5 separate regions of the Mus musculus genome follow, and regions 2, 3, 4 and 5 are each linked to region 1. Evidence: chromatin contacts called from public HiChIP or PLAC-seq and promoter capture Hi-C data. All regions are on one chromosome and are shown on one strand. The core of a region is the stretch at or near the end of the contact, and the rest is flanking DNA. Distances in the headings are between cores, read along the strand shown. Region 1 holds the start of Ftx (Ftx transcript, Xist regulator (non-protein coding)). Region 2 holds the start of Pin4 (protein (peptidyl-prolyl cis/trans isomerase) NIMA-interacting, 4 (parvulin)). Region 3 holds the start of Hdac8 (histone deacetylase 8). Region 4 holds the start of Magee1 (melanoma antigen, family E, 1). Region 5 holds the start of Rps4x (ribosomal protein S4, X-linked).

What was found. Promoter capture Hi-C pulls out the DNA fragments that hold promoters and counts their contacts. HiChIP or PLAC-seq counts read pairs in DNA pulled down with a chosen protein or histone mark.
Region 2: a contact with region 1 is called in a promoter capture Hi-C map of erythroid cells, with 14 times the contacts expected there. The contact joins the promoter of Pin4 here to the promoter of Ftx in region 1. A contact is called at or near these places in 3 of 39 promoter capture datasets (cranial neural crest, erythroid cells and pre-B cells).
Region 3: a promoter capture Hi-C map of liver shows a contact between it and region 1, with 2.4 times the contacts expected there. The contact joins the promoter of Hdac8 here to the promoter of Ftx in region 1. A contact is called at or near these places in 4 of 39 promoter capture datasets (the 3T3-L1 cell line, erythroid cells and liver).
Region 4: a contact with region 1 is called in a promoter capture Hi-C map of pre-B cells, with 5 times the contacts expected there. The contact joins the promoter of Magee1 here to the promoter of Ftx in region 1. A contact is called at or near these places in 5 of 39 promoter capture datasets (cranial neural crest, hippocampal neurons, liver and 2 more) and 1 of 9 other capture datasets (liver).
Region 5: an H3K27ac HiChIP or PLAC-seq map of trophoblast stem cells shows a contact between it and region 1, with 9 times the contacts expected there. The contact joins the promoter of Rps4x here to the promoter of Ftx in region 1. A contact is called at or near these places in 1 of 39 promoter capture datasets (erythroid cells) and 1 of 115 datasets of contacts at active chromatin or transcription factors (trophoblast stem cells).

The regions. Positions count from the first base shown.
Region 1 is chrX:103,621,958-103,625,652 of GRCm38.p6, reverse strand. Ftx (Ftx transcript, Xist regulator (non-protein coding)) reads left to right here and starts at 1,899. Exons shown (of 11, transcript NR_028381.1): 1 at 1,899-2,106.
Region 2 is chrX:102,116,934-102,120,920 of GRCm38.p6, reverse strand. It overlaps Pin4 (protein (peptidyl-prolyl cis/trans isomerase) NIMA-interacting, 4 (parvulin)), which reads right to left and starts at 1,452. Exons shown (of 4, transcript NM_027181.2): 1 at 1,357-1,452. The coding sequence starts at 1,399.
Region 3 is chrX:102,503,129-102,507,375 of GRCm38.p6, reverse strand. Hdac8 (histone deacetylase 8) reads left to right here and starts at 2,218. Exons shown (of 11, transcript NM_027382.4): 1 at 2,218-2,422; 2 at 2,925-2,977. The coding sequence starts at 2,312. It overlaps Gm32262 (a long non-coding RNA gene), which reads right to left. Exons shown (of 14, transcript XR_003953070.1): 14 at 2,050-2,797.
Region 4 is chrX:105,118,490-105,122,525 of GRCm38.p6, reverse strand. Magee1 (melanoma antigen, family E, 1) reads right to left here and starts at 2,148. Exons shown (of 1, transcript NM_053201.4): 1 at 1-2,148. The coding sequence starts at 1,915.
Region 5 is chrX:102,187,775-102,191,834 of GRCm38.p6, reverse strand. It overlaps Rps4x (ribosomal protein S4, X-linked), which reads left to right and starts at 2,444. Exons shown (of 7, transcript NM_009094.2): 1 at 2,444-2,537; 2 at 3,464-3,541; 3 at 3,833-4,013. The coding sequence starts at 2,535.

The sequences.
Region 1 (3,695 bases), core at 650-3,149:
TCTCTCTCTCTCTGTCTCTCTCTGTCTCTGTTTCTCTGTCTTTCTATGGTCAGGGTGTTATATATCCCAGGTTTGCCTTGAACTTTCTATGTAGCTGAAGATGACCTTGTATTTGATCATTCTCTCTATTTCTTGAATGCTGACATTACAGGTGTGTTTAAGTAGTACTGGGCATCTGAAGCCAGAGCTATGTCCAGGAAAATACTCTCCCAACTGAGCCACATCCTCAAACCCTAAACTACAATTGTTCCTATCTCTTATAATTAAAAATATCAGAGAAATTAAATTCTAGGAAAGAGATATCTTGGAAATTTAGAGATGATTTCTAACATTTCTATTTATGTTTACAGTTTGTCAGATGAACAAATATGTTGTTTCCCCTGGTGGCAATCAAGAAAAACTCTCTTACATGGAATCTTCAGATGGAACTAAGCTTGTTTTACAAGAAAAATTGTTTGAACTTTATTTTGTTTTTTGTTTTTAAAGATCTATTTACTTTTACTTATATAAGTACACTGAACTGTCTTCAGACACACACCAGAAGAATGCATCAGAGTCCTTTACAGATGGTTGTGAGTCACCAAGTGGTTGCTGGGAATTGAACTCAGGACCTCTGGAAGAGCAGTCAGTGCTTTTGACGTCTGAGCCATCTCTCCAGACCTAGTTTGGAGCTTGTAAGTACAGCCTGTTAATTCTGCATGAGTACAACTTTGTTCGAGATGTGAGCTAACACTTTTGTAGTGAACTCCAGGTAAACTTAGCTTAAAGGCTTCTTTCATTGCTCAAATTGGGCTGAAAAGAGCTTTTCCATCACACTCCCTTCCCCCTCAAAGAAAAAGCTCTTTCAGAAACCAGGGAGGGAATTGTCAAAGTGGGGATGTCTTACTAAAGCTGAAACATCAGAGGGGTTTTTTATGCATGTTACCTATATGTCCATTAGGTGTCGCAATATATCCAATGGCCCTGCCTTCTACTTCTATTCTGCTCATGATATTGTTTCAGATGCAGGCATGGGACTGCTTTTCCTTTTCTCCTCCTCCTCCTCCTCCTCGACCTCCTTCCCTTCTTCCTCCTCCTTTTTTCTTCTTTGTCTTCCTCCTCCCCTCCCCCACTCTTTTTTACTTGTATGGTTCTGGTGCTTTGATGCTCTACATGAAAATTCACAATTCAATGCAATGATAGATAGACAGGCAGGAGCCAGTCGGATGATCTCTCAAGATCCAGGGCTGAATAAGAAGGGGGAGTGGATCTTAAGGAGACCCTTAAAACTCAAGATTCTCCACAGGAAACAACATGCTGAGAGTGAAAATAGCCTGCCCCAAGAGTTCTGGTTCCAGGTATTAGAAAAAGACTTTTTCTTCAGGCTTTGTAACTTGGGCCCACAATTAAATCTACATACGTATATTTCCATTCCCCCAACCCCCCGGATCGGTGGAGGCTATTTTTTTTTCCTTCAGGATCTTTTGTGGTCCAAGCTGACCTAGAATTTGTCATGGAGGTGAGGTTGTCTATAAATCGCTGGAATTACAGGCACTTATCACCATGCCAGTGGTTGGTTGGTTGGTTTGTTAGTTTGTTTGTTTTCGAAACACTTGGAATATTGGGTACATCAGGAAATATGAGGGGGCCTAGCAGAGCTCCAGAGAAGCAGAGAAGGTCAAGAATTGTAGGGTGAGCCAGAAAGGGAATAATAACAGTAGTGAGATGTGATGGTAAATTAAAAAGGATGGGGACTTATTGATTAGAAAAGGGGCTGAGGAAAGGATGGGTGGTGGACGCCGGTATGAGCAGAGGTAGGAAAAGAAGTGTGGGCTAGGGACCTGAGTACTGGACTCAGTGGGCTGCTGTAAGTTGTAGAGGGGCGCTCTGAGGAGAGGGAGGAGCGCGGCGCATGCGTTGCAGCACAGCGCAGCGCTCCTGGAGAGGCTGTGGGTTCGTGGCATCCGCGCCGCGGCCGCAAGTATAGCAGGTTTCGTACCTGGTGTTCATCGCCGTTAAGTCATCGCTGCTGCCACCCAGGCACGGCTCTCTATGCCGCCGCTCCCTCCACCCTCTAGGCACTGCCTGCCGTAAGAATTTTAACTGCGACACTCGCTTCAGCAGGAGGTAAAGGAACGACGAAGGACGAAAATGTAACATGGAGGGCGGAGGAGGGAACTTGTGTCAGGGAGATCCTTAATTTGTGCATTTTCTCCTTTGAGGGGAGGGAGAACTGGAGGCCAGTACGAATCCCCAGCCCTCCAAAAGGATGTTGCGCATTACTTAATATTATGAAAGATTTTTAGACTTCTCTAAGCAGGTTTAAGGCACCTGAGCATCACTGTTTTGTTTGACATCTATTTAAAACAAAACAAAAAAAACTTTCGAGTTCTTCATTTGTTAAGGGTGAATCAAATGGATGAGTCTTTAGGATTAGGCTTCATCCGCTTTTTGTTTTCCTTGGGGGTGAGTGAATGTAGTTTGAGACTGACAGCAGCAGGCCTCGAACTCGCGGCCGTTCTCCTGCTTAAACTGGGATTACAGGCGTAAATCACCACGCCGGACTCTGATTCAGTGGTTTTAGGTTGGAGGGTTTTTAACTGTATTAAGGAATCCGTCTACCAAGTAGCCTCTCCCTTAGGCTGCTGACGGATTCCATCTGGGTTTGGGATATGCTTTATCGCCTACGACGTTTTTTTAATTCCATGTGTAACTTAGTTTATCACAGTTAATCCTGTTAAGGATTGTTGTTAATGATATGGTTTAGACACTGGGGCATAACTTTGGCGAGAAACACGTGCAGATGCACCCGGCATGAATATATATACATATATATGCGCATATATGTATATATATTCTTCACAGAGTTATCTCACCAGAGTAGCAGAACGCAGTGGCCACAGAGATTATATATATAATATATATAATATATATATATACACATATACGTATATATATTATATATATAATCATACACGAGAAGGGAGAATAGTAAAGATAGGCGCGCTTTGCGTGGATGCCAAAAGAGGAACCATATCACCAGGTGGTGGCGCTCAAGTACCCTTGAGAAAGCGTGACATGATGGGTAGGACTCTGCTGGCACGGGAGATCGTGGCCCCTTAGGCGAGGGTGGGGCAGAGAGGAGAGAAGGTGAAATCACGCATGCTCACTGCAAGCAGAAGGCCTCTGCGCGGGAATGAAAGTGCGCATGCGTAAGAGGGAGCATGTTGGCCGTTTAACACTAGGTATCGAGAACTGCGCGTGCGTGTTGCCAGTGGCTTGGCTGGGAGGGAGGGAGGGAGACGCGGAACGTTCTGGTAATTATGATTGCGAAATAGCGAGGGGTTCGGTAAGTTGTCCTTCGCTCAAATCGCCATTTTAGTCTGGGAGTACACTTAGAGAGGCAGTTCTACCATTCTAGTTGTTGAAGAGATTAGTCTGAGTGGAGGGTGTGACCAAACCCACTGGAAAAGAAAAAATCATTCCAGAATCTTAGTCTCTCCCTGGTCAGTCTGATAATGGGATTTTAAAATACAGAGGCAATAGTGAGGCTGCGAAAGATTGCTTCCGCAGCATGTTGCGCTTCTAGTCCAACCACATTCAGACAAAGCCTATGCAAAAGATCCTGGCCGAGCTTGGCTCTCCGCAGACTCATATCACCAGAGTAGCAGAACGTTGTGACCACAGCGAAGTGCGTTAAAAACCCTTGGGTTTTT
Region 2 (3,987 bases), core at 203-2,702, 1.5 Mb after region 1:
GCGAGAAATTGTGGAAGGGAACACATATGTCAGCTAGCCAGGTACCACCTGATGGATGAACAGGAGCTGAGCAGCTAAAGGACAGTGTACCCCTGGTGACCTCACACTCAGGTCCTCCTCAGCCTCCCACTGCTGTGGCATGTCTCTGCAGTGCCTCACCCATTTCTCAGACCTTTCTTTACAACATCTTGGTTCCTTGGACCTCTGGGGTATCACTCTACTACACTCCATTTATTTGTCTCTTCTCTGGGTTCCTACAACCACAATCTTAGTTCAGGCCAACTCTCTCTCTTACCAGAACTACTGAAATCATCTCTCTCTCTCTCTCTCTCTCTCTCCCTCACTACTCTCCCCTCTCTGTTTGTTTGTTTGTTTTTAAGACAGGGTTTCTCTGTGTAGCCCTGGCTGTCCTGGAACTCACTCTGTAGACCAGGCTGGCCTCGAACTCAGAAATCCACCTGCCTCTGCCTCCCCAAGTGCTAGGATTAAAGGTGTGCGCTACCGCTGCCCGGCTTGAAATCATCTCTTTAAAGGACCTCCTGGCCCCTAACCAACCTTAATTAACACCATATACAGCACACCTCATGATTTAGTTTTCTTCTGTTTTAATTTCCCCAACTTGCTTATTTGTTTTGAAGTTTTACTTCAGCGATGCTATACTAAACTGCCTTTGGGGCTGGCCTCTCCGGGTTGAGGACTCTTTACCCTATTGCTGCTGCTTATCTCAGCCTGCCCAAAGTATCTCCAGTTTGTTTCTTTACCCTCTTTCCACCTTCTATAACATAACTCTCACAACTACATTCGGCACAGTACTTAGAGGCTACTATCTTCCCCACATTGTCCAGCGATGAATAAGAGTTGTCTTAGTTTTCTAGCCTGAAAGCACAATGTTGTCCCCAACAACGGTCTTCAAGAAGCGAGTCCCTCCTCATGTGTGTGTGTAGGGGAGGGGAGGGGGGGGGAGGTACGTCCTGTTAGTTGTTAAGAGGCCTAGATGGACTAGATTGATCACTAGTGTAGGCTTCCTTTTATTGCTGGCGTTTCATCAGATTCAATTTTAGTGGGAATAAACCCCAGGTCACGAGGAACCATCCCCAGCAGCTTCTATTGCCCGCCACGAGGGTCCCTGCACTGAAACCTCATGGATACCCTGAACCACAGCAGCTCCTCACGCACTGATCTTTCCTTACCACAAGAAGCCCAAACATAAACCACAGCGGCTCAGGGTGCTCCCGGTGGCCCTGCTGTCCGGCTTATGATCACCTCCCTCCCCCACCCCACACAGCTGCAGGTCTACTCCTGTCCTTCTCCCCATCCACCCCTACGCTCGCTCCATGACTGTCTCGGCAGGTCTACCTTTCCCTCCTTTTCCAGAACCACTTTTCCCCTTCGGCGGCATCTCTTAAGCTGGCGGATGAACTCTCCGGCAACTGTTCCGGTGCTAGCAAAAGGACCCCTCAGGCCCCACAGGTATGTCCTCCGCAATGCCTGAAAGCAGCGTCACAATCAACTATTTCTGCTGCGGTTCCAGAATCAGGCATAGCTTGGAACAGACCCAGTCCTTTGGTTCTTTGACCTATAGGAGCTAGAGATGTTAGACCAATGAGAAGCCGAAGCCTTACGGGGAGGCGGGAACAAAGGTTGCCCAGAGACGAGAAAGCGCAGCCTCTATTCTGTTCTTCAAAGCTTTTACTTGCCCTCATTTGCACTTGTTCTTTGCTCTCTCTCGCCCCGCCCACTTTTTTGTGCATGCGCAGTGCGAGCCTCAGGCCACTGCAGTTCTTTGGCGTGGGCTTTTGCTTTGGGGATTCTAGACAAAGGGACAGCAGAGGGAGTTTAGATAATGGCCTTCTTCCGTCCTCTCTCCGACTGACACAGACCTGCACTCCCTAATGGCTTTTCTTACTTACTTGTTTGTTTATATTTTTGCAGCAGTAGTTGATGGGGTACAAAAGATGGAATTTTTTTTTTAAAGCCTATCATCCCATTGCCTGTGACAGGCAGAAGTCTGTCATGGAGAAACATTGGAAGCAGCCTAAATTAATTTTAAAATAACGATTATAAGCTGTGTGTACAGAAATAGCCTTAAGGAAGATTATAGACCAAGATGTAGAATGTGATTTTTTAAAGTTATATATCCTGGAGAACATAATCTATGCACCTAAAAGACAAACAAGGCATTAATGCTGTTCAGCAGGATAGCATGTGACCACTCGTGTCAATCTATATAGTATTCATGTCTCTGTATTTTTCCAGAGTTCTTTTCTTTTTTCCTTCCTTCCTTTCTCTTTCCTTCCTTCTTTGCTTCCTTTCTTTTTTCTTTTGATACAGGGTTTCTCTGTATGTAGCCCTGGCTGTCCTGGAACTCACAGAGATTTGCCTGCCTCTATCTTCTAACTGCTGGGGCTTAAGATATGTGCCACCACCTTCCAGCTCAAAGTTTGTATGACAGCACAGCATAAGGCAATTTAAAGCTTGGATTCTGGAGGCACATGACCTGCTTTAAAACCCCTTCTACTAGTCCTGTGACCTTGAAGACGCTCTTGGGCTCAGTTTCCATCTTCTGCGAGATGGTGTTGTTAAAGTATCTGCTTATGGAGTATCATGAGAAATAATTTCATAGTCGATGACTAACTGGGGGCGTTTACTTAAGATGAATAGCTTTTGAATTTGCATCCCAATGTGCTCTTGATCTCTCTTTCTCACTCAGTCTCTCTTTTTGAGACCAGGTCTTGCTTAGTAGCCTAGACTGTTCTGGAACTTACTATGTCCTCCTGCTTCTGCCTCTCAAGTGGTGGGAATCATGTGCCACTTGGATACATTTTTCTCTTTCCCCCACAATCCTCCCCTCCTCTACCAATAATTTTCGTATATGACATCTTTCCCTCTATTCCATGAGATCACTGTCCTATCTTGGCTATCTGACTCAGCTTAGTTTTTGTCTGTTTTTGCAATACTGGTGATCAAATTCATGGCCTCACCAAGGCCAGGCAAGAGCTTTATGGTTGAGCCACACCCCAGGCTAAAATTTTGTTGTTGTTGTTGTTTGTTTGTTTTAGATAGGATCCCACTATGCAGCCCAAACTGGTCTTAAATTTCCAATCCTCTCACTTCTGCCTACTGAATGCTAGATTATAGGCCTGTCCCACCAACCTAAGCTAAATTTAGCTTTTGAATAGTCTCTGCTGGATGTGGAGGTGACTCGTGGGCCCCTTTGTTTTATGATGCTATGACTTCTGGATGAATTTTGGTCCCTCCTTATTTCAGATTGATAGTATCAGCTGTGGAGAAGGTTCCCGATATGGAAGGGATCATTGCTTTTCCACATCAGAAATGGAACCCCAACCCCCATCTACTGACTTCCCAGGTCTGGTTGAGAGATGGGGTGGGGTAGTCAACAGTAATATGGTTGATTCTTGCTTAGGGCCAAGTGGATCAGATTATGTCTTTGTGTTTGCTTTTGCTTTGATTTTAGTTGGGACTGGCCTTCCCTGTAAGCAGTGGCTGCACCAGTGTTGGAGTGGGAACGTGGCAAGCCAGCATTCAAGCCTCAGTGAAAAGTCATTATGAAAGCTGGCCATGGTGGTACACACCACTCTAGCACTAAGGAGGTTGAGGCCAAAAGATCGAGGTCAGCCTGGGCTACACAGCTAGGATCTGTCAAACAGGGGTGGGGGTGTTAAAAACAGGCTCCAGAGCTACGGTTTAGTCAGTGAAGTGCCCACCATGCAAGCGTGAGGACCTGAGTGTGGCAGTATATGCTCATCATCTCAGTGCTAGGGAGTCGGTCACAGGAAGATCACTCATCTATCTGAAACAGCAATTCCCAGGTCCCAGTGACAGACTTGATTTCAAAAAGATGGAGAACTCTTGAGGAATGACTCTCAAGGTTGACCTCTGACCTCCACATGCTCACACACTTATGTGCATATATGTGTACATGCACCCACACACATGCAGAACAGGACAAAACTTGAATGGATGATA
Region 3 (4,247 bases), core at 969-3,468, 1.1 Mb after region 1:
AAAAACGCATTCCCATTTCGAAAAGGATGAAATATGTTTTCATTAGCCTAGTATTGAAGCCTTTCATGAACTTTCCTGTTCCACTAAAATAGAGTAGGGTTTTTTTAAATTGTTCATGGATTTATTTATTTTGATGTAGGGACAGGGTTTTACTAGTAGCACTGGCTGGCCTAGGCTGGTCTCAAACTTGTGACTCTTCTGCCTTTGTTTCTTGAATACTTGGATTGCTGGCACATGCCACCAACTCCAGCTTTCTTCTTTGTATTGAGATTGTTTCTATGTTATTAATTGTGTGTGTTGGGGGTGCTCCTATGCAACGGAGCATGCATATGGAAGGCAGAGGACAACTTGCAGGAGGTATTTTTTCACTTTCCACCATGTGGAATCCAGAGATTGAATTCAGGTCATCAAGCTTAGCAGCAAGTACCTTTACCTACTGAGAAATCTTGTCTGTCACAGTTCTTTGTATTTTTTTTAAATCTAAGCTGCTCCTTCCAGTCAGCATGCCCTCTCATCCTCACCAAGCACAGTATTGTGCATCTCATAAGATATTCTGAAATGCTAGTAAGAATCCTACTTAACCATTTATTGTTAAGTACTTTATGCCTATTAAGTAAGCTAAGTGCCCTCCATTCATTATCTGGCTCTGTTATTAATATGGTTTCAAATGAAGTAGCCTTATCTTATCTATTATAATGCAGATTCCCTGAGAGTGCAGTGTATCTTTGAATCCAAAGCTAAAGTGTACACTTAGTTCATAGAAGTGCTTAATAGTGCACTCAGTTCATAGAAGTGCTTGGGTAACTGAATGATTACAGTGCTTTGAACTAGTTCTATAGACAAATACAAATGAAGCATAACTTGTTCCATTCTAATTGGAGAACAAATGCATATCTCTCTCTCTCTCTCTCTCTCTCTCACACACACACACACACACACACACACACACACACACACGTACATACCTCAAGATTGCAAGAATATTAAGTATTGGGATACTAAATCGAATATTGACCACAGGTATAGCAGAAAGTCAACCTGGAAGCATCAAATTCACATAGTAAAAGGAGTATTTAGGTTTTGGGTGTTAGGTAGAGCTAATTTTGGATTGTTTTCCTACCTCAGTGTGTGACCGAGAATAGTTTTTACCCTCCAAAGTACATCTGCAAAGTGGACATGTTACAGCTTGCGTCATAGAACTGTTGAAAGGATTAAGATAATATCCAAAGTGCTTATCACGAAACAAAAGTTTAAAGCAAGCTTGTCTTTTAAAGAAAGTACAAATCTGGGCCTGTCTCGGAGGCCTCAGTGTGTCAGTTGAGGATGGTCTGAGTGCTGGGAGTCTGGGAATTGACCAGCTAGGCTCAGATCTTGTAGGCATCCAGAACCCCCAAACTTCTGGTGGAAATAACACTGCCTGGGGACACACTAACACCCTGTACACCAAACCTAAAACATTTGCCCTAACCGTTGTTTAGCTTCAGAAGCAAATGAAAGAAAAAGTGGCTGTGTGTTGGGGGATGGGGGAGGTGTGTTTTCCCACTACTTGGGAGAGAACCCTTGCTTTTCATCACATGAAAGCTCCACAGTCCCTGTCTCAGTTTTAGGAAGGTGACATCGGGTTTGTCAGAGTGGATTATTGGAGAGGCTGTTAATCTCTTTCAGACAGTGATGAAAAGTAGCGAACTAAAGTTGCAGCACGAAATTTACTCTGTAAACATTTCAAACAATCCTCAGCCTTAGCACCATTAGCTAATGTAGCTGGGTGGTGGTCTTGCCTGCTATTGAATGTATAGTTTACCTCTATTTAAATATTTAAATGATATTTGCAGTTTGAAAACTTAAAAGAGTTCAGACTCTTAGCGCCAAAACTTGAAACCACGTTTTTTTAGTGTTTAGCTGTGTTTCTTTCTGTTACCATACTCCTTTAAAACTACATCTCCCAGCATGCTTTGGAGCTGGTCTGACCTCATTTCAAATGGCCCCGTAGGGCAACAAGGCTGGTTACTTTTGACCGTGCTACTTGTGCCATGAAAAAATTGATCCCAATTGGCAGTTATTTGGTTTTTATATCTGTCAGGCACCTTTTTTGAACTGTGGTCATCAGTAGAAGGCATCTGGTCTGGAAGGGCCCATCCATCCCTGTAGTTGGACGAGGGACCAGGGAAACTGTCTCCGGCGATCTAAATAGGAGGGAATGTTGACAAGGGAGCACCGCTGGGGCTGAACAGAGGAGCAGGAACTGGAGCTCAGGCTGAGTCTGAAAACTGTTGGCTCCAGACTTTGGCTCGCGGACGGTTGGAAGTGGGAGATGGAGATGCCAGAGGAACCCGCCAACAGTGGGCATTCACTACCCCCGGTTTATATTTACAGTCCCGAGTATGTCAGCATCTGCGACTCCCTTGTGAAGGTCCCCAAACGGGTAAGAGAGGTCTGGATCAAAGACCACGGTTTGCGGGGATGGGGGTGGGAGGGTGTGAAAGGGAGTACATTAGGAAACGAGAAAACTGGACTGAAGGATACCTTCAGCAAAAATGTAACTAGCAGTGCCAGGCACGCCAAGCCGAGCAGAAGGAAGTGGTTCATTACCTTCAGAGAGCGCAGTGGGGCATCCAACGCTCGAGTGGGGGCGGGGGGCGGGGGAGGGGAAGGATTGGCGCAGAGGTGAGCGGAGTTACCAATAGGGGGTCCTGGACCACAAACTGTTAGGAGAGAGTATTCCATCACTTGCGTTAGTAAAGCTGGGGAGCTTCGAATCTTGGCGATTTTGAGACTCTGTGTTTGTCTTAAGTGTATTCTGTTAAAGTGACAGAAGGGAGAAGAGAGAAAGTAGTTAGTTCTCCGCGCAGGCTGTTGTTGTTAATGGCATTTCAGTACATTGAACCTTAAGGAGACTGCTCTGCCTTTCTTTGATGCTGTTTCAGGCCAGTATGGTCCACTCTCTGATCGAAGCCTATGCCCTGCATAAACAAATGAGGTAAGTGCGTTGACCTTTCTGAACATGATCATTTCTGAGGGCAGGCGTGTTCATAGCCTTAACACCTTGTCTCCTCCCAGTGGGACTAACCAGCGAGAAATGCTGCGTTCAAAAAAAAAAAAAAAAAAAAGCTTGTGTGGGAGTGGGGTGTTCATAGTCTTTGTTAGATGCTTGTACCGCCGGGAAAGCTTGAGAACAGTTGGGAAAGGCACACGAAGGGGTTAAGATCCCTTAGAAAAGAGACTTTGCTTCTAGACATGTGAGGAGGTGTTAAGCTGGAAAATGTTTTGTTTTATATTTGGTCTGGATTTTGTTTGTTTTCTAAAGCTAGATTTGGGGATGTGGGTTCAATTTGAGACTTAGATCTGCTACCCCACCCCCATCACCACCAAACTTTAACCTGGTCTCTGTTGACCACACAAGTAAAGCTAGCTACATCCTTCTCAAAAACAAGCCAAAAACAAGCTTTCTGTTGATTGCCAATTCTATATTTAATGTCATAAATGAAAGTATTATGGACCTGGCACATGTCAAATCAGGTTTTCTCATTACTGACCAACTACGTGACTGGCTAGATCACCTAATGCTGCATTTTCTTCACAGAAAGTAATATAATAGGTTTTCATATTTTATTCTTAGTATTAAGTCATTTTTAGTGTGTACATTCTTTTGGAATGTGTTGTTGTTTTGAGACAGAGTCTCACTGTGTAGTTCTGGCTAGCCAAGAACTGTTAACATCAACCAGGCTGGCCTTGAATTTACCAAGAACCACCTGCCTTGCCTCCCAGGTGCAGGATCAGCAGGTTTGCAGCACCATACCCTTCTAGGAATGTTTTCCTCCCTATGCTTAATTCCTATGGTCATCAAAATAACTACTTGTCTTTCCTTAAAAGTATTTTAACACTTTTCTGAGCCTGGTGGTACAGGCCGTTAATTCTAGGCCTTTGGAAGGCTGAGACAGGAACATCACAACTTCAAAGCCAGCTGGGTAACTTAGCCACACCCTGTCTCAAAATACAATTTTTAAAGGGGTTTAAGATAGTGTTCAATGTGTAGAACACTTGCCTAACATATAGGAGGTCTAGGCTCCCACACACAAAATTAACACTTACAAATATTTTATTGCAAACAAGATGTCAAAGCAAAGTCATTAGCTCGCTGCTGAGTAGTCAGTAGTCTTTCCTTTTAGGGTGAGTGAAACAGATGGGAAGGTGCTACAAGGCAACAATTAGAAAAGGCTGGGATGGCAGGGCGTGGTGGCGCATGCCTT
Region 4 (4,036 bases), core at 899-3,398, 1.5 Mb before region 1:
ACTTCAGAATTTTCATCTTGGTGGTTTCTGCGCGGGATCGTGGGCCCCAGTAAAACTCATACTCGACTGGCACACAGTCAGTTAGTGGCCTATAGTCCAAGTAACGCTGCCACACAAACTCTACAGACAGAAGTCTCTTCACGTTCCCAAAAACAGAAAGCCTTCTTTCACGCTGCACTCCGAATCTCCAGAGCATCTCCCAGATATCAGCTTCTCTCGCTTGGTTGCCATTTAGTAATATGTGTCCCAGAATCATCATCAAGAGGCCCATCTTTGGCCCATTTGGGACGTCTTCTAACCCTTCAAAGGGCACTGGTCCCAGTTTGTTGAGCAGGATGTAGATGTGCTCCTCAGTGTCGAGCTCCTTCAGTTCAAACCGAAAAATGCACTCCAGGTGGACTGCTGCTCGTCTGAGGATCTCCGGGAACTGGTGGCGATAGTCTTTGTCAATGAATTCCCTCATATCAGATTCCTTGATAGGGTACTTGGTCTGATCCTTCAGCAGCAGAAACTGCAACAATTCTGCTACGTTTTGCTCCATGGGATCCTGAGGCTTCAAGGTAAGAGCAACGCGGGAGGTGCCCAGGCCCATAATGGTGATGGAGTTGGAATTCTTACTGTCTCTCAGGACCTGGAAATCCAGGAAGCGGTCTTCACGCTTTGGGCGTACAGATGGATCCTTGGCCTTTTGCAGAGCACGGGAGGTGCTCTTGTTCCTGCGCTCAGAAGCACAGCAGCTCAGTGCTTCCTCGGGGTTATTAGCTTCAGTGGGCATCCCAGAAGCGCTAGGGCCCTCGGCAGCTAGGGACATCTGCGAGGTGCTCGACCCCTCCCCCAGGCAGTGCAGCTCCGAGGTGCTCCGGCCCTCCCCGCAGGGAAGCAGCTCACAGGATCCCTCCGCAGCGCATGGCGCCAGCGAGCTGCAGAAGCCCTCAGCAGAAATGGATGACAGGGACGAGCTCAGGCCCTCGGCTGAGGTGCTCGGGCTCTCACAAGCAGCTGATGGCACCGAGGTGCGCAGTCCCTTTTTGGAGGTGGGCGGCACGTTGACGTTACATCCCTCCATTATGATGGGCGACACCCAGGAGCTCTGGATCTCACCGGAGGGGGGCGACATGGAGGCGAACAGTCCCTCAGCGGAGGGGGGCGGCGCAAAGATGTCGGGTTCCTCCAAAGCGGAGAACAGCATAGAGATGCTCAGGCCCTCACCGAAGGTGGGCGGCAGGTTGATGCCCAGTCCATTAGAGTCAGTGGGCGGCACCGAAGTGCTTGGGTCCTCACTAACGGAGTAGGGCTCGTTGATACCCGGTCCCTCCGAGATGTTGGGCGACATAAAGATGCTCAAGCCCTCATCAGAAATGCCCGATTCCTCAGAGAAGGTGGGCGGCACCGAGATTCCCGGGCCCTCACCCAGGGTGGGCTCCATGTTAGGGCCCCCATCAGAGTGACGCTGCTCAGAGATGGCCAGCCCTTCTGAGACAGGGAGATGCTCATAGGCCTTTGAGCCTTTAGGAGCAGTGGGCGGCACAGGGCTATTCGGGCCCTCCGAGGCGGTGATTGACATAGCGGTGTTCAGCCCTGCGGAAACTGCAGGAGGCCGGGAGGCGCCCCGACCCTTCCTGGAGGTGGGCATCTCGGAGGTGTTCGGCCCCTGGGAAATGATGAACTGCCTAGGGGCGCTTGAGCCCTCTGAGGCGGTGGGCGGCACAGAGGCGCTTGGGCCCTCCCGGGGGGTGGGCAGCATGGAGGTGCCAGGGCCCTCAGAGGCGCGGAGGCCCTGGAGGATCTTAGGATCGTTGCGATCCCGAGGGACGTCTGGGCCTGGCACAGCAGCAGGGTGACCCTTCCCGTTGTTTCTGCGCGCATTGGCCCTTCCACCGCGGCGGCGGCGCGAATTCTGGCTTACCAGCGACATGGTCCTGTCGACCGACGTGTGGAAGCTGACACTGACAGGCCCGCGATCTCACAGACGAGGGGGAGAGGTATGTAGGCGCCTCTGCACGGAACTGCCGCTAGAGCAGGAATGCTGCTGCTGCCAGGCCCGAGCAAGTCGCAGGAGCAGAAATTAGAGGTGGTGGGCAAGAACGAAGGTTCTAGCCGACTGTGAACGCTAGTCTCAGAATGCTCGCCTCTCACACCCCGCCTTCTGCCGCAGTCCGCGCAGGCGCAGTTGGGCTCTGCGACAAGGCGACCCCGCCCAACCCAGCCTCTCCCGTGGGTTTGCGAAAGTGGACCTGGTGATTCTGCACCAAAACTGCGCAATGGCAGGAGGGAGGCTTTGATAGGAGACAAGGAGCTTGGAGCAGATGGGTAAATGGAGGTAATACTAGCTATTTCTCAAGAGTCAGGGTACCTACTAGAAGGTTTCTACCCAAGTGTCAGGTACTTGATAGATTTTCAAAATTGCATCCTAAGGATGCATTGGGGAAAATGTGCGTGGCGCATGGAAGGGTGCAGCTTTCATCCCCTCCCTTGTCTCCTCTGTCATTTTCTCTATCGAAACCTCTAATACCTCTCAAATTACTGCCCCTTCTCCAAAGGGCTGGGATTTAGTTCTACTTAGGAAACCTGTAGCTAGCTAGAAATTTTCACTGCACAGTCCCAACCCTTACCAATGTAGAAAAATGTAATCTCTTTTGTGGAGTCCTTCAATAGTGCTATTCCAACCACACCCAAAATTAATTATCCTAGGACAGTTAGTTAGCACCATGGGGTCTGTTAGAAAAACTCACTGTCAGGTTTTGAAAACTGCAATTAGCATGGTTTATGGAGGCAAGTCTCTGGGAAGGTTTCTATTAGTTACTAAAGAGCTACTGGAATATGAGCCAGCTAAAGCACAGGAAGCTGTCCAGAATTAGAAGGATAATGGATAGAAGGAAACATTTGGTTTCCTTATAGGGCCTCATGGTTACCTATGCTGCCAGTATTCTGCATGTTTCTGTGAAGTTAATCTTGTGTAGCTTTGTGCAGTACCAACTGGTTTTAACAGAATCAATCATATGGTGTCATATTCCAACAATATTTTATGTTATCCACATTGCATTCAGCACATGGGTCCACAAAATCGACTATGGGCCTATTACAGCATTACCTAAATATGTGCATATGATTAGCCTCTGAATCTTGGCTAATGTCTATGGTTAGGAGAACAGGCTCATTTTCATAAGTGAAACTTGTGGAGGAGCTTTCCCAAAGATTCTGCTACAGTCTATTAAAATCAAGCTGGTGAGAAGCAAGCCCAGAATGCAGTTAAAAATGCCATGCTATATTCTGCTGCAGCAGAAGACACGTGTACATTTGGGGAGTTGAGTGTTCCTTCTTGTTCACATTAGTGTGCATGAGAGTTCATGTTTCCTAATGACTGTCAAGCACACACAAAGAAGGGGCTCTTCCATGTGCCTGCACTAGAATTAAAAGAGATCACAATTTAAATAAAGTTGTTAATTTAATAGCTGCACACAAAATTATACCATGTACAATAGAACAGTCACATATGGAACACTCAGGGGTGGTCACATTATTTAAAAAATAAACACTAACTATCATACATTTGGCTTATTTCTGTTCCTTCTTATCATGACATAGCTATGTTTCAGTGAAGGACCACCTGCTCTATCATAACCACTGACAAGGAAACTCTTCTAGAGAGCTCATTTGTATAATTAAAAACAGCCTTTAGGATTCCTCCCTGGAGGTATAGCAGCACCAGCACACCAATGTATTTCTTCCCAAGTCAGCTTGAACACTATTATTCTCATTGCTGTATGTGAGGTGTGTGCTGAGAAACAGCAAATATTACTTGGCGAAGGCTGGACCAGGAAAGTAGAATTGTAATCCACAGCTTTTAGAAACCTCTTTAGAAAATCTACAATAAACCTCCCTGGAGCAAAACCAGATACACTCACCTGTAGCAAACCAGATCCTGTGAGATGTCATTTTGCTAGCATTGGTAATGACCTAGGAAGCTAAAGAATAACTTCTGTAACAACCAGCTCCAAATGTCCAGGACTTGATTAATAATTAACAACTTCCATAA
Region 5 (4,060 bases), core at 1,195-3,694, 1.4 Mb after region 1:
AAGATAAATAAGACTAGAAAATAAATTAATTGTATTAAAAGCTAATCACAAAGAAGTAAAGACTAGTGGCTAACAGCACCTGGGGAGGATGGAAAGGATGGTGAACAGATACACAGTAGGGTAGTGATGGTTGAAACGATTTGGTTGGATGCTTCAAAAGAAGTAGTAGAGAGGATACTGAATGCTTCCAACACAAAGAATTTATAAAGTTCTGAGGTGAAGATGTGGCAACTGCTCTGAGCTGATTATTATACATTATATACATGCATAAACATGCAATACTGTGCCCCATAAATCTGTACACTTGGTATATATCAATTAAAATAAAACTAGGGCCGGGCAGTGGTGGCACACGCCTTTAATCCCAGCACTTGGGAGGTAGAGGCAGGTGGATCTCTGAGTTCGAGGCCAGCCTGGTCTACAGAGTGAGTTCCAGGACAGCCAGGGCTACACAGAGAAACCCTGTCTCGAAAAACAAACAAACAAACAAACAAACAAATAAGGGGCAGGAGAGATGACTCAGTGGTTAAGAGCACTGACTGCTCTTCCAAAGGTCCTGAGTTCAAATCCCAGCAACCACATGGTGGCTCACAACCATCCATAATGAGATCTGATGCCCTCTCTTCTTGTGTGTCTGAAGACAGTGATAGTGTACTCACATATAATAATAAATAAATCTTTAAAAAAGAAGAGGAAGAAAAGAAATAAAACTATAGGCTGGCCATAGTGGCACATGCCTATCATCCCAGACCCTGGGACAGGAGACTGAGGTGCATATTTTACATATGAAAGCAGACCTGGCCTCCAGATTCTCCCCGCATCCCTCAATCCCTAGCTGGCAGACCCTGCCCCCAAGCCTGAACTTCCCAGCCCAGGAGGTGAGCTGCCTTTTCCCCAGAAGCTCCCTATATAATCCAGATATTTTCCTCTCTCTCTCTCCCCTCTCTCCTCTCTCTCTCCCCCTCCCTCCCTCTCTCTCCTCTCTTCCTCCTCTCCCCCTCTCTTTTCCCTTCCCTCTTCCCACTCTCCTGTCTCTTCCCCCTCCCCCTCTGTTTCCCCTGCCCTCTGTTTTCCCCTCCCCCTCTCTCTCCTCCCCTCTTTCTTCCCTCTCCCCTCTCTTCCCCCTCCCCCCATCTCTTCCTTCCCATTGTGACTCCCCTAGCCTCAGTCCTTGGGGCCAGTGAACTTGCCCGAGAGCACCTTTCCAATAAACCTGCATTTAATATAATCTAATTCTGCTTGATTTGTCTCATTTCACCTACAGTGGCGAAGTAACGTATCACCCAGCACTTGGGAAGATGAGGCAGATGACCTCTCTCAAGCTGCAGGTCAGCCTAGCCTGTCTAGAAGAGCCTGTCTCAAAAGTTAAAAATAAAGATATAGTCTGCTTGCTTGTACTATATAGACTGTGGGGGTGCATGCCTGTAACTCAACTCTCAGCAGAAAAATGATGAGTCTGAGACTACCCTGGCTTACATAATGAGGCTCTGTCTCAAGATGTATATTTCAGTTTGAGGCCAGCCTGGTATACAGAGTGAGTTCCAGGACAGCCAACGCTGCACAGAGAAATCCTGTCTCGAACCCCCCCCCCAAAATGTATATTTCATTTGCATATATATATATATATATATGAAAAAGTGACTCATTCCCTAGCAGCCACTAATGATAACAAATAAATGATAACAACTGCACACACACATATGAGAGAGAGGGGAGGGACAGGAGAAAGAGGAAAGGTGAGGCTGAAAAATACCCCTTTCATAATAGTTTGAAGGGACTGGATCTTTGGGTTTATGATGGGCAGACTTCATCGACCTGTGGGAGGCCACAGATAACTAAGAGAGCAGAAAATGGTGAATGAAGGGCAGCCAGTGCCACCACTCTAACACAGCAGCTTCAAAAGTAGAACAGCTAGGTCTACATACTGGCTAGGCAAAACCAGATACTCTCTAATGTTCCCTCTCTTCCACTTACAGTACAATAAATGTCAAATGTGTTCTACAGGAGTGGATGCGCAGGATGCCAGGTTCAAGCAGAGAGCCTACCATCTCACCCTGGATGGCTCAGTGCCTCAGCAATCTTTACAAAAGCAAAGAGAAACATGCCGTTGGCCAAACCTTTCGCTTAGCATGGGGCTGGCTGATTGGACTGGTAACTCTGGAAGATTAGAGAAACTTTGTATAAGAAAAGTATCGAGTATTAAAATGTATCTTTTTATCACTCAGCCATCTAACAGAACTCTCCTTGCGGGCAGTTATCTGGTGCGATTGGTCTGGGTATCCCCAGCACTCATCACTCGGCACAAAGAAGAGAAAGGACTGAGGAAAAACAGTTTTTGGGAGATTCTCTCAGCCTCAGTTTCCCAGCCTGGGACCTCTGACCTCCCACCAGCAGATGGCAAGAGAGAGTCCCCGCCCGCTGGGAAAGTCTGAGGCTGGGCGGAGCAACCCAGGCTCCAGCGCGCGCGCAGCCTCCGACCCTAATTTCTTCGTTCGCCGGAAGAAGGCGAGTCTCTTTCCGTTCCTAGCGCAGCCATGGTAAGGCAGGGGTACAGCGAGCTCTTGGGTTGCATCGGCTTCCATCCTCCCTGACCGATGCTGCCCGGGTTATCAGGGCTCCCGCGGTCGACTACAGGGTGGAGGCGAAAGCAGCTCTGCTGCAGGCTGGCAGAGATGGGCTTGGCGGCAAGGGAGAATACTGGTCTGAGCTAGGATGGGAAGTCTGCCGCAGAGGGCAAGCAAGGCCTTGGGCTTAATCACACATCCCCTTGCCCAGGGAGAAATGCTTTTCCACTTGGGGAAGAACTTCGAGGGCCCGGGAGTGCAGATTGAAGCTTTGGGCATGTGGGCGCAGGGTCTGCTTGAAGGATTAGCTCTTACTTGTGCATTTGTCTATCTTTTGGCACGGACTTACTTTATATGTTGTGTAGCTGGTAAGTGTACGAAGCATTACAAAAAGCTTCCTTCCGCTTTCGAATGTGAAACTTCGACTCTTTAGTATACAAAGGAGCAGTACACGTGGTAGTGCCAGTGCCGGAGTTAGAGTTTATCTTTGTACCAGAAACCTTCGATCCAGATGGCTGTGTTCTAATACTATACTTTTCGATTGACAATTGAGATACGGTCCTGGGCCATTTTCTGTCCCTATCTGCCTGTGCGTCTAGGGTTGAATCACTGGGTAATTCGCAAGTGTGCTATGAAAGGCTAATTTTTGTGAGCAGGCATAATGGAGACATCTGGCATAACTGTAAAAAATGGGAATCGCTAAGGTGCGAATACTGGGTTTGGCCTATTGATGCTTATCTGTCTTTTCTACGTTTTACTGGGACCCGGCGCTTTCAATATTGCCCACATTTTGTTAATTGGGAAAGTTCGAAAGTCAGTTCATTGAAGGATTTACGCCGTAGGCTTTGCTGGAAAGACCTGAAACAATGTAACAACGTTACTTTGAAAACTTCTTCCAGGCTCGTGGTCCCAAGAAACACCTGAAGCGTGTAGCTGCTCCAAAACATTGGATGCTGGATAAGTTGACTGGCGTGTTTGTAAGTATTGTGGTGTGAAAGGTAGACATACCTTTAACAAGCATATTTGTGGAGTTGAATGTAGAGAATCTTTGGCTGTCTTAAAGACCTGTGTCCTACCTCAATTTTGATACATCTGTTTCATCTACTCCATGTATTCCATAGTACACTGATGGTGGATACATAGACTCAGGTCTCAAAGTAGCAGGCCTCATTCTTTGGAGGAGAAAATGTTGAGGAATCTTCTAGCGACCCCCCCCCCATGTAAAATAACCCAAGTTTTGGTGTAGTAATTTTCCTAAAACTTTCCAGGCTCCTCGTCCATCCACTGGTCCTCACAAGCTGAGGGAATGCCTGCCTCTCATCATTTTCCTAAGGAACAGACTTAAGTATGCCCTGACTGGAGATGAAGTAAAAAAGATTTGCATGCAGCGATTCATTAAGATTGATGGGAAAGTCAGGACCGATATAACCTACCCTGCTGGGTTTATGGGTGAGTAATCAGGATCGGTAGTGGCCACAGGCCCTTAACTCCCAATA